Regions from separate parts of the Rattus norvegicus genome. Here region 1 is linked to region 2. A link is a contact called in public HiChIP or PLAC-seq data. All regions are on one chromosome and are shown on one strand. The core of a region is the stretch at or near the end of the contact, and the rest is flanking DNA. Distances in the headings are between cores, read along the strand shown.

Evidence for each region. HiChIP or PLAC-seq counts read pairs in DNA pulled down with a chosen protein or histone mark.
Region 1: a contact with region 2 is called in an H3K27ac HiChIP or PLAC-seq map of oligodendrocytes, with 4 times the contacts expected there. The contact joins the promoter of Ddr1 here to the promoter of Tubb5 in region 2.

What each region holds. Positions count from the first base shown.
Region 1 is chr20:3,046,983-3,053,160 of GRCr8, forward strand. It overlaps Ddr1 (discoidin domain receptor tyrosine kinase 1), which reads left to right and starts at 3,424. Exons shown (of 18, transcript NM_013137.2): 1 at 3,424-3,569.
Region 2 is chr20:2,914,965-2,921,067 of GRCr8, forward strand. Tubb5 (tubulin, beta 5 class I) reads left to right here and starts at 2,613. Exons shown (of 4, transcript NM_173102.2): 1 at 2,613-2,865; 2 at 4,151-4,259; 3 at 4,599-4,709; 4 at 4,841-6,103. The coding sequence starts at 2,809. The coding sequence ends at 5,898.

The sequences.
Region 1 (6,178 bases), core at 2,174-4,673, 130 kb after region 2:
AACTTTAGTCCACATAGCCCACCTCGTCCTCTGTTGGGCAAGATGAACTCAGCTCTAAGTTCTTGGCGGCAGCCAGCGAACGCTGCTTTCGACCGGACCTCCTCAGCGGCCTTTGTCTGGGGGTCTCTTTGTCTGGGGGTCTCTTTGTCTGGGGGTCTCTTTGTTTGGGAGACCCCTTTGGTCCCGTTCCACAGTTCTTAGCCTCCCCTCCCTTTCTCTGGGTTAGGCTGTCCCCTCCCTCTCTGCGGGGGCTGAGAGGCTCAGAGAGGGGAGTAGAGCTGGGTTGCCATGGTCACCTTGAAGCCAGCCGCAGCTGGCCAGGGCAGCTGCTCTTGGGCCCCCGAGGCTGGAGCTTGGACAAAGCCGGGAGGCTTCATCGGCCTCAGACCTGGATCCCCAAAGGCTTGTGCCTAGGGAGACTGAAACTCGAGAGAATCTGGAGGTGAGCGGAAGTTAGAGCTCACCTGGGAGAGAGCCGGAGCAGGCCTTGGGGCTGGGTTACCTTTGTGGGGAGGAACCAGGTAGGCCTTGGTGGGAGGGGAGAAGGATGGAGGCCCTATGTGGGAACAGGTTGACCAGAGTGAGGGCGGGGCCTTGGTGGCCTTTAGCCTGGTGACAGGTTTAATTCTATCTTCCGCCTTTCTCTCTGTCTTGAAGTTGTCCTTCCTTCCTAAGTCTGCCCCCACACCCCAGTAACTTTTTCTTTCTTTCAGTCTCCGTGCCTCCATGCCTCAGTCCATACCTTCATAATCAATTTCGTTCCAACCGCCTCTCTCTGTTTTGTTTTGTTTTGTTTTGTTTTGTTCTTTTCCCGTTACCTACCTTCTCAGCTTTTGCTCTCCTTCCGTGTTGGGTCAGCTTCCCTGCCCAAACTTCCCTCTCTTACAGAGTCCCTGTATCCCTCCCACACTTACTTGGGCACCATCTCCCTTCATAACTCTCCTCCCACCTCTGCGTCCCAGACGTTTGTCCCCCTCCCACGTTGTTCTGTCTCTATGTGACCATCAACCTCCCTCCTGGGGGGTGCACCGTCCTCCATTCTTTCCCCAGACTATGCCCAGCTAATCGGCCTCATTTTTTTTCTTTTTTCTGTCCCGGATTTAAGTCATCTCTTCCTTTTCTATCACACCCCAGGCCTCATTTTCCCATTTGAACTCGGTGGCTTTAAAGTATGACCTATGGCCAGGGTCTCTTCCAGCTCCTTACCCTGCCCCCACCAGAGGTTTCCCACTCTCCCCAGCTGCTGACCCAACCTGCTCCCCTAGAGGAAGCTGCATCTCAGGGCCAGGAACTGGAGCTAGTGTGTGTTGGGGGTGGTGAGGGTGGGTCCATGTGGTCCAGTCTCCTTTCACTGGTTCTGTCCTGCTTCCCTGCAATGGCCGGGTGGTCTGCAGGCCTTGGGTCTGAGCTCTTATTTCTCCTACGTGCCTCTCCTCACATCCCTCCCCCACCCCCGGCCGTTTTTGCCTTTTCTTCCCCGGACTTGCAGAAAAGGGTCCAGCATGGTTAGAGTGTGCATGAGGGAGAAGTAGAGAGACCTTCCCTGGTTCTAGGGTACAATGGGGGGCCCCGGAGAGGAGCAGCGGGCTGAGGAGCCACAGATGACTGGGATTTCCCTCTCTGGCCCCTGGGAATCTGGGCTCCAAGCAGCACATTCCAGCCGGCTCCAGCTCCTTTTCTGCTGTCACTTGACTCCGCTGGGCCCCAGCCCTGCGTCCCTCCTACTCCTCCAGCCCTGGTCTGGGACGAGGTGGGCATCACCGACTAGGAATGTTTCCTGGGAGAATGAGAAAGGGTCAAAGGCTTCAAGACTCTAGTTTCTTCCACACCTTTCATGGACCTTTCATGGGGCTGTTTGAGTCTGGGCCGTGGAATGTCCCACAGGGTGTGAGGAGCTGAAGCTTCGCTCGTCCGGGTCTTCCCCAGAGCGGCCCTCCTGGGAGGAGGGGCTGTCACCAGCGCAGGTGAGGTTACTGGGAAACCTTGGCCCCACCCCCCAGCCAGCCTCCACGCCCCGGCCAGCCTCTGCAGGACCCAGATTTCCCATCGCTGTCTGCAGAGGGGTAGGTGATTTGGGGGGTGGTCCCCTAAGGTCTCGGTGGAAAGGTCTCAGGCATTTCTCCCAGTGACCATGGGAGCTATTAGCAGGTCCTTCAGCAGCTGGAGCGTCCCTGGGTTTATAAACTGGAGACCAAGCCTGTCTTGGCTTCTCCGTAGGGGCAGCTTATCTTCCTGGTAGGTTTTTGTGTACTTGTCTAGCTTGGACTTCGTGTTTTTCTTGGGACTCTCTGGAAATGCTTTTGGGTGTGAGTTTTGAATCAGTTGAGATGTGTTTCAACCAGGTTGTGAGACTGGAGACTTTACTGTGGCCTGACATTATCGGGGGGCTTGGTAGGTTTGGGGGGGTTTGGAGAGAGGTAGGACTGACAGGTGGTGCTGAATGGAGACGGAACACCTCTCGCACAAGCTCTGTGGTCGTTCTTTCCTGCCTCCATGGCTCAGCAGCTCTCTCCTTTCATTGTCTCTTTGTACCCCTGGGCCTTGCGTTCCTGTCTTATTTTTCAGGGCGCCTATCTATCTTCCTCCTCCACCCCCACCTCGACTTGGCTCCATTTTGCGCCTCTCTTTGCCAGAAGCCACTCTGCGGCTTCCACCAGGGACCGAGCTGGCTGGGACTGAGGGAGGCTTGCCTGAGAAAGACTCCAGAGCTAGCCTGGATGGAGCAGGGATCCCAGGGGGAACCCAGAGCTTGGGGGCTTGGGGGTTTGGATCTCAGGGCTCCTGAGAAGACAGGAGGGAGCTGCCGAGCTAGGGAGAGGTTCTGAAAGAACAGAAAAAAGTTGGGAACTAAAAGAGTGTGACCGGCTCTCAGACTCCGGGCGCGCGCGGGCAAAGGGAGCAATAATCTAGGTTGGGATTCGCAGGAGAGGTGTGTGTCAAACGGTGACAAATGGGGTGGGGTGTGAACCAAGAGGGTCTGACTAGACAGGTGAGTCCGGCTCCCTTCCCCCAGCCGGCCTCCAGCTCTCGCTCCGGTGCTGGGCTTGTGGGAACCCGCTCCTTCCTTCGTGCCCTGGGGCTGCCTCTCCGCGCTTCTCTCCCTCTCTCCAGGAACCGAGCCCAGAAAAAGGGGAGGAGGGAAGGCGCCAACTCCCCCCATCCCCGGGCCTTAGGGGGGCTGCAGTTAGGCCCCTGATGGTGCTGCTGTACCCCAGCATCGGGGCGGCGGGGGATGGGCGTGCGGATCACCTAGGGGAGGCTACGCACCGGGGGGCAAACGCGGGGCGGGCACGGCACCAGGAGAGGAGCGAGGGGCGGCGCCGGGCGTGGGAGCGCGGGCGCCGGGGCGGGAGTACCGGCGGGGGACGGGCGCGGGGAGGCGGCGCCTGGGCGCGATCCGGCCCCGCGCTGGCTCCTCTCCCCGGAACAGGCCCCCGACAGCTGCTCGCGGGAGCCGCCTCCCGACACCCGAGCCCCGCCGGCGCCTGAGCTCCCCTCTCGCGCCCCGCCACCGAGGAGGCCCCGAGCCGGGGCCGGACGCCTGGGTCGGCCCGGGAGAGCCAGGAGAGGTAGGGACCAAGGCGGGGACGTGCAAGAGGCAGGGGGCGCGGGTTGGGAAACTCCAGTTAAGCTCGCTGCCTCGGGATTTTGACTCCTCATCCAAAGCAGAGGGCCCCGACTTTCCGAGAAAGTATTTCAAAAAGAGAGAGAAGACCTCTCTTTTCTTGGGCGAAGGGAGAACCGAGCCCCAAGAGGACAGGTGCGCATATGTAGCCCACTGAGTCATCCTCTCGCCCCCACCCCCCACCCCGGGTGCCATGCTTACGGACATGCTCGGTTAAGCTGCCCAGGCCAGAGGGAGCCAGCCTGACGCCCAACCTACCAGACCAGCCACGCTCGGTGTTTGCCGGGTTGTGCCAAGAGACAGGTCACCGCCCAATGAGCAAAGCTCCCAGGGTCCCTTTCTGGCTGGGCATTCCTTTTCAGTACCCCCCCCCCTCCCAGCCACCGCCCGGTTGACCTACGACTGACTGGTTGAGAAGGATGGAGGTGTGTCCAGACCCATGTGGCATTATAGGGACAGGTCGCATACAGTAGAATGCTTGAGAAAGTGGAGGAATAGCCCTTGTTTTTCTTGCTGTTCTTCCCATCCGAGTCCCACCTGTCCCCACCTGCCCTTGGCTTCCCTCTGGCTCAGTCGCCCTGGATGTTTGGGGGGGGGGTGCCTCAGTTCTCTGGGGATCTTGTACCTCAGGGCCTGCGTGTGTCTCACATTGTCTTCTGATCACAGGAGCTTGAGTCTGCCGTTTAGTAATTCGCCACATGGTGAGATCTGACTTTATAGATTACCTCAGGGTGTGTGGCACACATACCTGTAATCAGTCTCTGGGAGATGAGATCAAGAACTGAAGGTCAGCCTTCCTTGGCATCGTAGTTGAACTTGAGACCTTGTCTCAAGAGACCAACCATCCTGCTGTAGGAGTACATGTCTTTAGTCCCAACCCTCGGGTGGCAGAGGCAGGAGCATCTTTGAGTTCCAGGCCAGCCAGGGCTACATAGTGAGACAACAAAACCCAAACAATTAACTCCCCCTTCCCCAACCCCACACACACACAAATCAACACAAAGTAATCAAATGCACACACAGAAGATGCCGAGATCTGTATGGAGTGAATAGGAATTGTGTGTGAGCAGGTCTTGGTGGGACACAGGCCAGTAGGATATACGGGGGTCAGAAGGTAAAAAGGAAAGGGGAAATGTATGTGAGAGGCTGTTAGACGCTAGAGGTGTGTGAGCACAGTACATTGAGTGTTTACTGTGGGTTTAAGTCTTACTCCACCCCTGTGGGTATGTATGTGTCTAGAGCTGGGATTGGGAGATGGGTTTAGGAGAGGAGAAGGAAGGGCCCCAGGCAAAGCGTCCTGATGCTTGGTTTGTAATTGGTTGAAGAAGGGCCAGGTGCAGGAGGGCCATTGAGGTGGTTCTCCCGAGCCTGTCTGATTGATTGTGGGATTCAAGACCTAGGGGACGAGGAGAAAGGGGTTGCCCCAGACCTTGTCAGCAAGTCTCTGCAGATCCTGCACTTGGCCCTGCGCCCTGCTCTCAAGCCTGCTCTATTTACCTCTGGCTTTGTGTTCTGCTCTGTCTTCCCCCCTCCTCCCTTCCACGCCTCCTGTCCCTGCCTGGCTTTGTATCTCAGCCCCAGGCTCCTCTCAGCACTGTCTGTCTCTGATGAGTCATCTGGGATAGGCATGAAGGTTACTCAGGGGAACAAGGGCCCTGCTGTTTCTAGTGGTGGGGGTGGAGAGTAGCACCCAGGAACTCCCTGCCAGACTTTCCAGTCCCAACGGCTTGCCCCTCTGCACTGCAGGGCTGTATCCCCAAGGGACTGGTGGTGATGCCTCTTGGGTTCTAGGCTCTCCCTCTAGCCACCCAGTCAGCTCCCCTCAGCTGCTGCTTCAGTGATGGGGTTTTTCAGCTGCCTCCTCTTACATTCCTGCCCTAGAGCATTGTGGGAGCAGCTGGAGGAGGACAAAGGGCTGGGGGAGTCTACCCCCAACTCCTCCTACCTCCTGGGGTGACCCAGCCTCCCTATAGTTTAAGCCTGCCCTCACCTCCAAGGCAACTCAGTCCTCTCAGCCCTGGGCTCTTCTGCTACCTTGGGTAAGTTGGAACTTGGAGTGAGGAGATGTTAGAGGCAGGGCAAGGGGAACTGAGGGGACCTGGTGGCAGGGGTGTGAGAGGGGCAGTGTCCCAAAGGATTCCAGGACCTTCAGAATTCAGGCATTGCCAGGTGTTCTGAGGACAGAGGCCAGCAGACCTCTGCATTTATATGGAGACTTCATCTGGGGTGGTTTTGGGGAGGGTAAACTGCCTGCACCCCAGAGGCAACAGAGAAAACATCTCAATCTTCAGGGAAACAGCAAGCCAAGTTCTGAGAAGACGTCCAGCCGCTGGTCTAGCTACCACAGAGGTTCACCCATAGAGGAGAGCAAGATTGGCGATGATGGAGTCTTGTCCTTAGGTTGTAGGTTTTGAGGGCTGAGGGGCCCCGGCTTAGCTGATGCTTCATTCTCTTGTGTTTTCCTCAGTAAACCAACTAAACTTCTAGGACGTCTTTATGTTTTGGAAACCAGAGTGGGTTTTTATATTGGTTTAGTATGTCACATGGCTGTAC
Region 2 (6,103 bases), core at 1,363-3,862:
AGCTTAAAAGTGTGGCTACCGGCGGGAAACAGGCTGAAGGAAACGCCGACAATCAAGGGGTGTGGCCTGAGAACCCTGCGCCGCGATTGGGTAGCGCCCTGGACCAACGGAATGCTTCCCGCGCAGATTTCCAAACGCCTACCAGAGAGTCTGGCGCCAGTTGCTGGCGGCGGCTAGAAGGGCCCTATCATAGAAGTCATTCCAAGGCCAGAGCGCCCTTCTCGGTCATCCCAGAAATGGCGCCAGCTGACTCAGGAGAAATGAGGGGTTGCGGGCTGCAGTCGTGGCGGGAGTCTGCAGATTGGAAAACAGCCCGTAGGCGTGGCACTTTAGAACTCTCCATTGCAGAGGGATTTTATTTCCTTTTGATTGGGATTGCTTACTTCTCTTTTCTTCCACTTATATGTATGTATATATGAATGTATAAAATGACGGACATTTTGAGGGCATCTTCCTAAATGGAAGATCCTAAATAAAGCAAACTGTTTTGCTAGAACCGCAAAACTGTCGTCATCTTTCAAAAGAGGAGAAAGGCAAAATAAAATAATTTATTTCATTATAATAAAGCATGAACGTATTCCTGGAAGGTGGCTTGTATAGTTTAGAGTTCTCTCCCATTGGTTTTCTCAACATATCCACAATAAATCGCCAGACGTTTGAAGCTTTAAGTTGGATGGCTTACCCATGTTCCTACAGTAAATGAAACATTCAAGTAGCATAAAACACTCGCTTCCATTGTTAGCATAGCCAAAGTCGGAATACCGTATTTTTAATGATAAAAGGGTACTAATGCAACTTAAAAATGTTCTTTTATTTAAAAGATGACTTGAGCTATATGTTGATGCATGTCTTTGATTCATTTTCTTCTTTAAGCCAGAGAAGGGGGCTCACTATGTACCTCTGCCTAGAACTAACTTACAAGGTTAGCCTTGAACTCACAGGGATCCTCCTTCCTATCTGGGCCAACACACCTGGCTTACATGATTGTAGATACTGCTTACCAGACCCTTTCCTTTCCTTTGTTTTGTTTTTTTCTCTTTTTTAAAAGAGGCATTTATTTATGTGTATTAGTGGCTTGCTTGGATGTATTTTTGTGTACCACAAACCTGCAGAGTACAGAAGAGGATGTTGAGTCCCCTGGACCTGGAGTTATGGATGGTGGAGAGTTTCTATGTGGGCGATGGGAATTGAACCTGTTCTGAGAACAATAAATGCTCTTAATTGCTGAGCCATCTCTCTGGCCCCAAATATGTTTTGTGTCCAAGACAGGCTCTTGTTTTGTCGATCAGGTTAGCCTCCAAAGTGCAAGTATCTTTCTGCCTCCACCTCTCTATTGTTTGGGAGGTAGGGCAGGCACAATCTAATTTTTCCTTTCTATTTGTTCACTTAGAGATTAAACCTAAAGCTGTGCCTCAGGTTGTCCAGGTAGTCTCTAGGTAGCCCAAGCTGACCTTGAACTTCTCTTGCCTTCTAGTCAGGATTCTGGGATTAACCGTGTGAACCACTCCTGCTCTTATTCTAATGAATCATTTTGTATCTCCTTAAAGGTTTGAGGATACTTAGTATTTTTCAAAACCCTGGAAAGAAAAGCTTACGAGCTCTGACTTGGGCCCATTCAATTCCCATCTTCCCTCTCAGTTCCAGGACATTGCCACAGACTCACCTAATGAATAAAATCAACTAACTGGAAAACAAAACACAACAAAAAAACCAACAAAACAAAACAAAACAAAAAGAAACAAACAAAAGCCCTTGCAAGTGTCTGAGATGGAGGCACTATATAAAGACTAGCATTCTCTTAGTCTGTCCACTCCAGTCTATACTGACAAGATGACCAGGATGTCTTCAGTGTCTAAAGGCCCGAATCTCCCAGAGATTTTACACACACCTCCATTCTTTTGGGACATCAGCTCCATGCAGATTCTCCATGATCCTTGCAATTTTGTTTCTCTTTTGAAAACCCCTGAGACACCTCCCATGGAAACAGAAGGGCAATTCTTTCATTCCTGTCTTGGGATCACAAAGAACTAGACACTGTGTATCAGGGAAGGAGCACACAGTTCTCAGGATTTTCCGCTGAGCTGTGCAGTCTGGCCTTCCCAGACCTTCTGCGGTGGGCAGCTGGCAGGGCGTGCCCAACCCACCTTCCAACTCAGGCACCTCAGATCTCATCTAATTACTATATTTCCCCAAACCTCTTTTCGTACAAAATCCTCTCTCAGGAATAGAGGCTAGGAATCGAGAGGTCATTTTTCATGAAAAATAAAATAAAATCACACACACACACACACACACACACACACACACACACACACACACACACACACACACACACACACACACACACACACACACGCGATACCCCCTAATCCTCCCACAGTACCCACCCATCTTTAACTTCTTTTTGCAGCGTGGACAATAGAGAACTACAACTCCCAAAAAGGACTGCGCTCGCCACTGGCTCAGAGACCAATGGCCGTCTGGCACGTGATCCGCTGGTCTAATCAGCGACTGGTTGGGTAGGCTTTGTCTGCAACCCGAGGCGCCCGCCCATCTCCCGCCCCCGGCCGCGCGAACGCGCGCCCCGCCCTGCGCGCCTTCCCTCCTGCGCTCGCCGGCCTCTTCTGCCTCTTAGAACCTTCCTGCGGTCGTGCTCGCATCTCTCTGCAGCAGCCTCCGGGGCTACGTTCCATCCTATCAGTCTGAGACCAGCCCAGAAGAAAAAAACCAAAAATCCTTAATTATCTTCTTTTGCTCGGTACCTACATTGGGACCATCAAAAAAAGATTATTACAGTAAACCGTAGCCATGAGGGAAATCGTGCACATCCAGGCCGGACAGTGTGGCAACCAGATCGGTGCTAAGGTAAGAATTTTATAATTTTAGATGAAATATGTAAGGATGAGATATCTGTGTTAATCGTGAGCAATGCTAACGGGGCGTTTGCATTCTCCGCTCGTCAGATTTGGCCCCTCAAAGTTTTGTACGTATAAATATAACCCATATTTGTAGCTAGCGTTCTAATATTGAGAAAATGTTTTTCTTGGCACATCTTCGGAAAGCTATTAAGAGACGCTTTTGAGTTCGGGGAAAAGGAGAGGCTGGGGGACTCTAAAGAACTGGTATTAAAAGGGGTTTTCTAACGGTCCGAGGACAGGAGGGATGCGGAAACGATCCGAGACAAAGCCGAGGCGAGGTTTTCCCCTTGCGCCACCCCCACCCCGCCTGGAGGGCCCTACTGGAACAGAATGGAGGGGGAAGGGGCGAGGTTTGGCGGGCAGCTGCAGAGATGCCCCGGTGCGCATTACCTCAACAAAGGCTTGGATACTCCATAGAACCCGCCTTCCCAAGGCTTTTTTTAGATTATGATTCTATGTAGGGCACTACTTTTACTTTTCATTGCCCTTAAAAGAGGTCTTAGGGTGTGAGCGGACAGAAAGTGTGAGCTTTTCAAGTATGTGAGAGACTGTCGGGGAGATTAAGGAGAGAGAAAGAAGGAAGGGAATAAAGATCGGAGGCCATGGGGTTTTTAAAAATTTTCCCCCCGTTTGCGGGCAATTGCCCTGTAGCGGGGGAGGGGGAGGGAGGAAGTGCGGCCGCTACATTGCAGCCGAAGGGTGGGACCCTCTTGGGGGCGGGGCTGGAGCCCCTGGCGCGCAGGGACAATGCGGCCCGGGCCCGCGGGGGCGCACTGGCCCCGCCCCTCGAGCTAGGCCCCGCCCGCACTGCTCCCGCCTTTGTGGTTTGCTGGAGGAGCGGCCCGCCACCGCAGTCACGTGGAGCGCGTAAGGGGTGGGCGACTGCAGTGGCCGCACCTTTCTCCCCCAACCCTCTTTTGTGCTGGCCAGGAAGGGCGGTGCCTGGCTTCAGGAACCAAACCTAGGTGCTGAGCCAAGAAGGTGGGCGCCAATCCGCCCATGTAGATGCTTACAGTCCCCGGCCCTTTGAATCGCCAGTCATCCGTCCTATCCACTAAGGTTGTAACCTTCCGGGGCGTAGGCTCCTCGGTAGAGGGTTCCGCAAGCAGATAACGGAATTGCAGTGTCTGCACCACAGCTTCGTTTGAGCATGTCTGGAATCGAAATGAGGGGCGGGCGGCATCCCTTAGGACTTGAGCCATTGAGGCCTCACTGCTCTCTTCCTTATGCAGTTCTGGGAGGTGATAAGCGATGAACACGGCATCGACCCCACCGGCACCTACCACGGAGACAGCGACTTGCAGCTGGACCGAATCTCTGTGTACTACAATGAAGCTACAGGTGAGGGAAGAAATCCCGATTCTTCTGCGTGCCCCCCTATTGAGACAGGGACCCCATTCATCACTGGCCGCCCTGGAACTCACATAGATCGGTCTACCTTCCAAGTGTTGGGTTTAAAGGCAGCATCACCACCCTGTTTTCCCACACTTGGGTATCAGTTACCCCTCTGTGAGACTCCCATTTTTCCCCCCTTACACACACACCTTATGGGGCTGAAGGTTGGCTCTACTGCCACCAGGTGGTAGTGCCTGGAATGACAACTTTAGTGATATGTGGCTGATTTCTCCACCCCAAATTTGAGCTATTTCATCGCTGATCGAACATCTTGAATACTTGTAGGTGGCAAGTATGTCCCTCGAGCTATCTTAGTGGATCTAGAACCCGGGACTATGGACTCCGTTCGCTCAGGTCCTTTTGGCCAGATCTTCAGACCGGACAACTTTGTTTTTGGTGAGTTATGTGGAACGGATTCCCATGTGTCCCCCAGTGGGATTATTTCAAACGTTGAAAGATTAAGAAGTATTGTGTTTCTCTCATATGTGATTAGGCTTTTTAAATTTTTCCCCCTTATTACATTCCAGGTCAGTCTGGGGCAGGCAACAACTGGGCTAAGGGTCACTACACAGAGGGAGCTGAGCTGGTTGACTCTGTCTTGGATGTGGTGCGGAAGGAGGCGGAGAGCTGTGACTGCCTGCAAGGCTTTCAGCTGACCCATTCGCTGGGTGGAGGCACGGGCTCTGGCATGGGCACCCTGCTCATCAGCAAGATTCGAGAAGAATACCCCGACCGCATCATGAACACCTTTAGCGTGGTGCCCTCACCCAAAGTGTCTGACACCGTGGTTGAGCCCTACAACGCCACCCTGTCCGTCCACCAGTTGGTAGAGAACACAGATGAGACCTACTGCATTGACAACGAGGCCCTCTACGACATCTGCTTCCGTACCCTTAAGCTCACCACGCCAACCTACGGAGACCTGAACCATCTCGTCTCTGCCACCATGAGCGGTGTCACCACCTGCCTCCGTTTCCCGGGCCAGCTGAACGCCGACCTTCGGAAGCTGGCTGTCAACATGGTGCCCTTCCCGCGTCTCCACTTCTTTATGCCTGGCTTTGCCCCTCTCACCAGCCGTGGAAGCCAGCAGTACCGGGCCCTCACTGTGCCTGAACTCACCCAGCAGGTCTTCGACGCCAAGAACATGATGGCCGCCTGTGACCCACGCCACGGCCGGTACCTCACGGTTGCGGCTGTCTTCCGTGGACGGATGTCCATGAAGGAGGTAGATGAGCAAATGCTCAACGTGCAGAATAAGAATAGCAGCTACTTCGTGGAATGGATCCCCAACAACGTCAAGACGGCTGTCTGTGACATCCCACCGCGAGGCCTCAAGATGGCAGTCACCTTCATCGGAAACAGCACGGCCATCCAGGAGCTCTTCAAGCGCATCTCTGAGCAGTTTACGGCAATGTTCCGTCGGAAGGCTTTCCTCCACTGGTACACGGGTGAGGGCATGGACGAGATGGAGTTCACCGAAGCTGAGAGCAACATGAATGACCTCGTCTCTGAGTATCAGCAGTACCAGGACGCCACCGCAGAAGAGGAAGAGGATTTCGGAGAGGAGGCAGAAGAAGAGGCCTAAGGCGGAAGCCCTGCGTCACCTCAGGCTGCTTAGTTCCCTTAGCTTTTTTCCAACTGCCCTTTGTTTCTTTCTGCTGCCTCTGTCCTGTTTTTGTTCCGTTTTGTTTTCTCATTGGGGGGTAAACGGTGCCTGGCACGTGGCAGGCGCTCAATAAATATTTCTTTGTGGAATGTCTCCTTTCTCTTTCCGATCTGACATTCTGAGC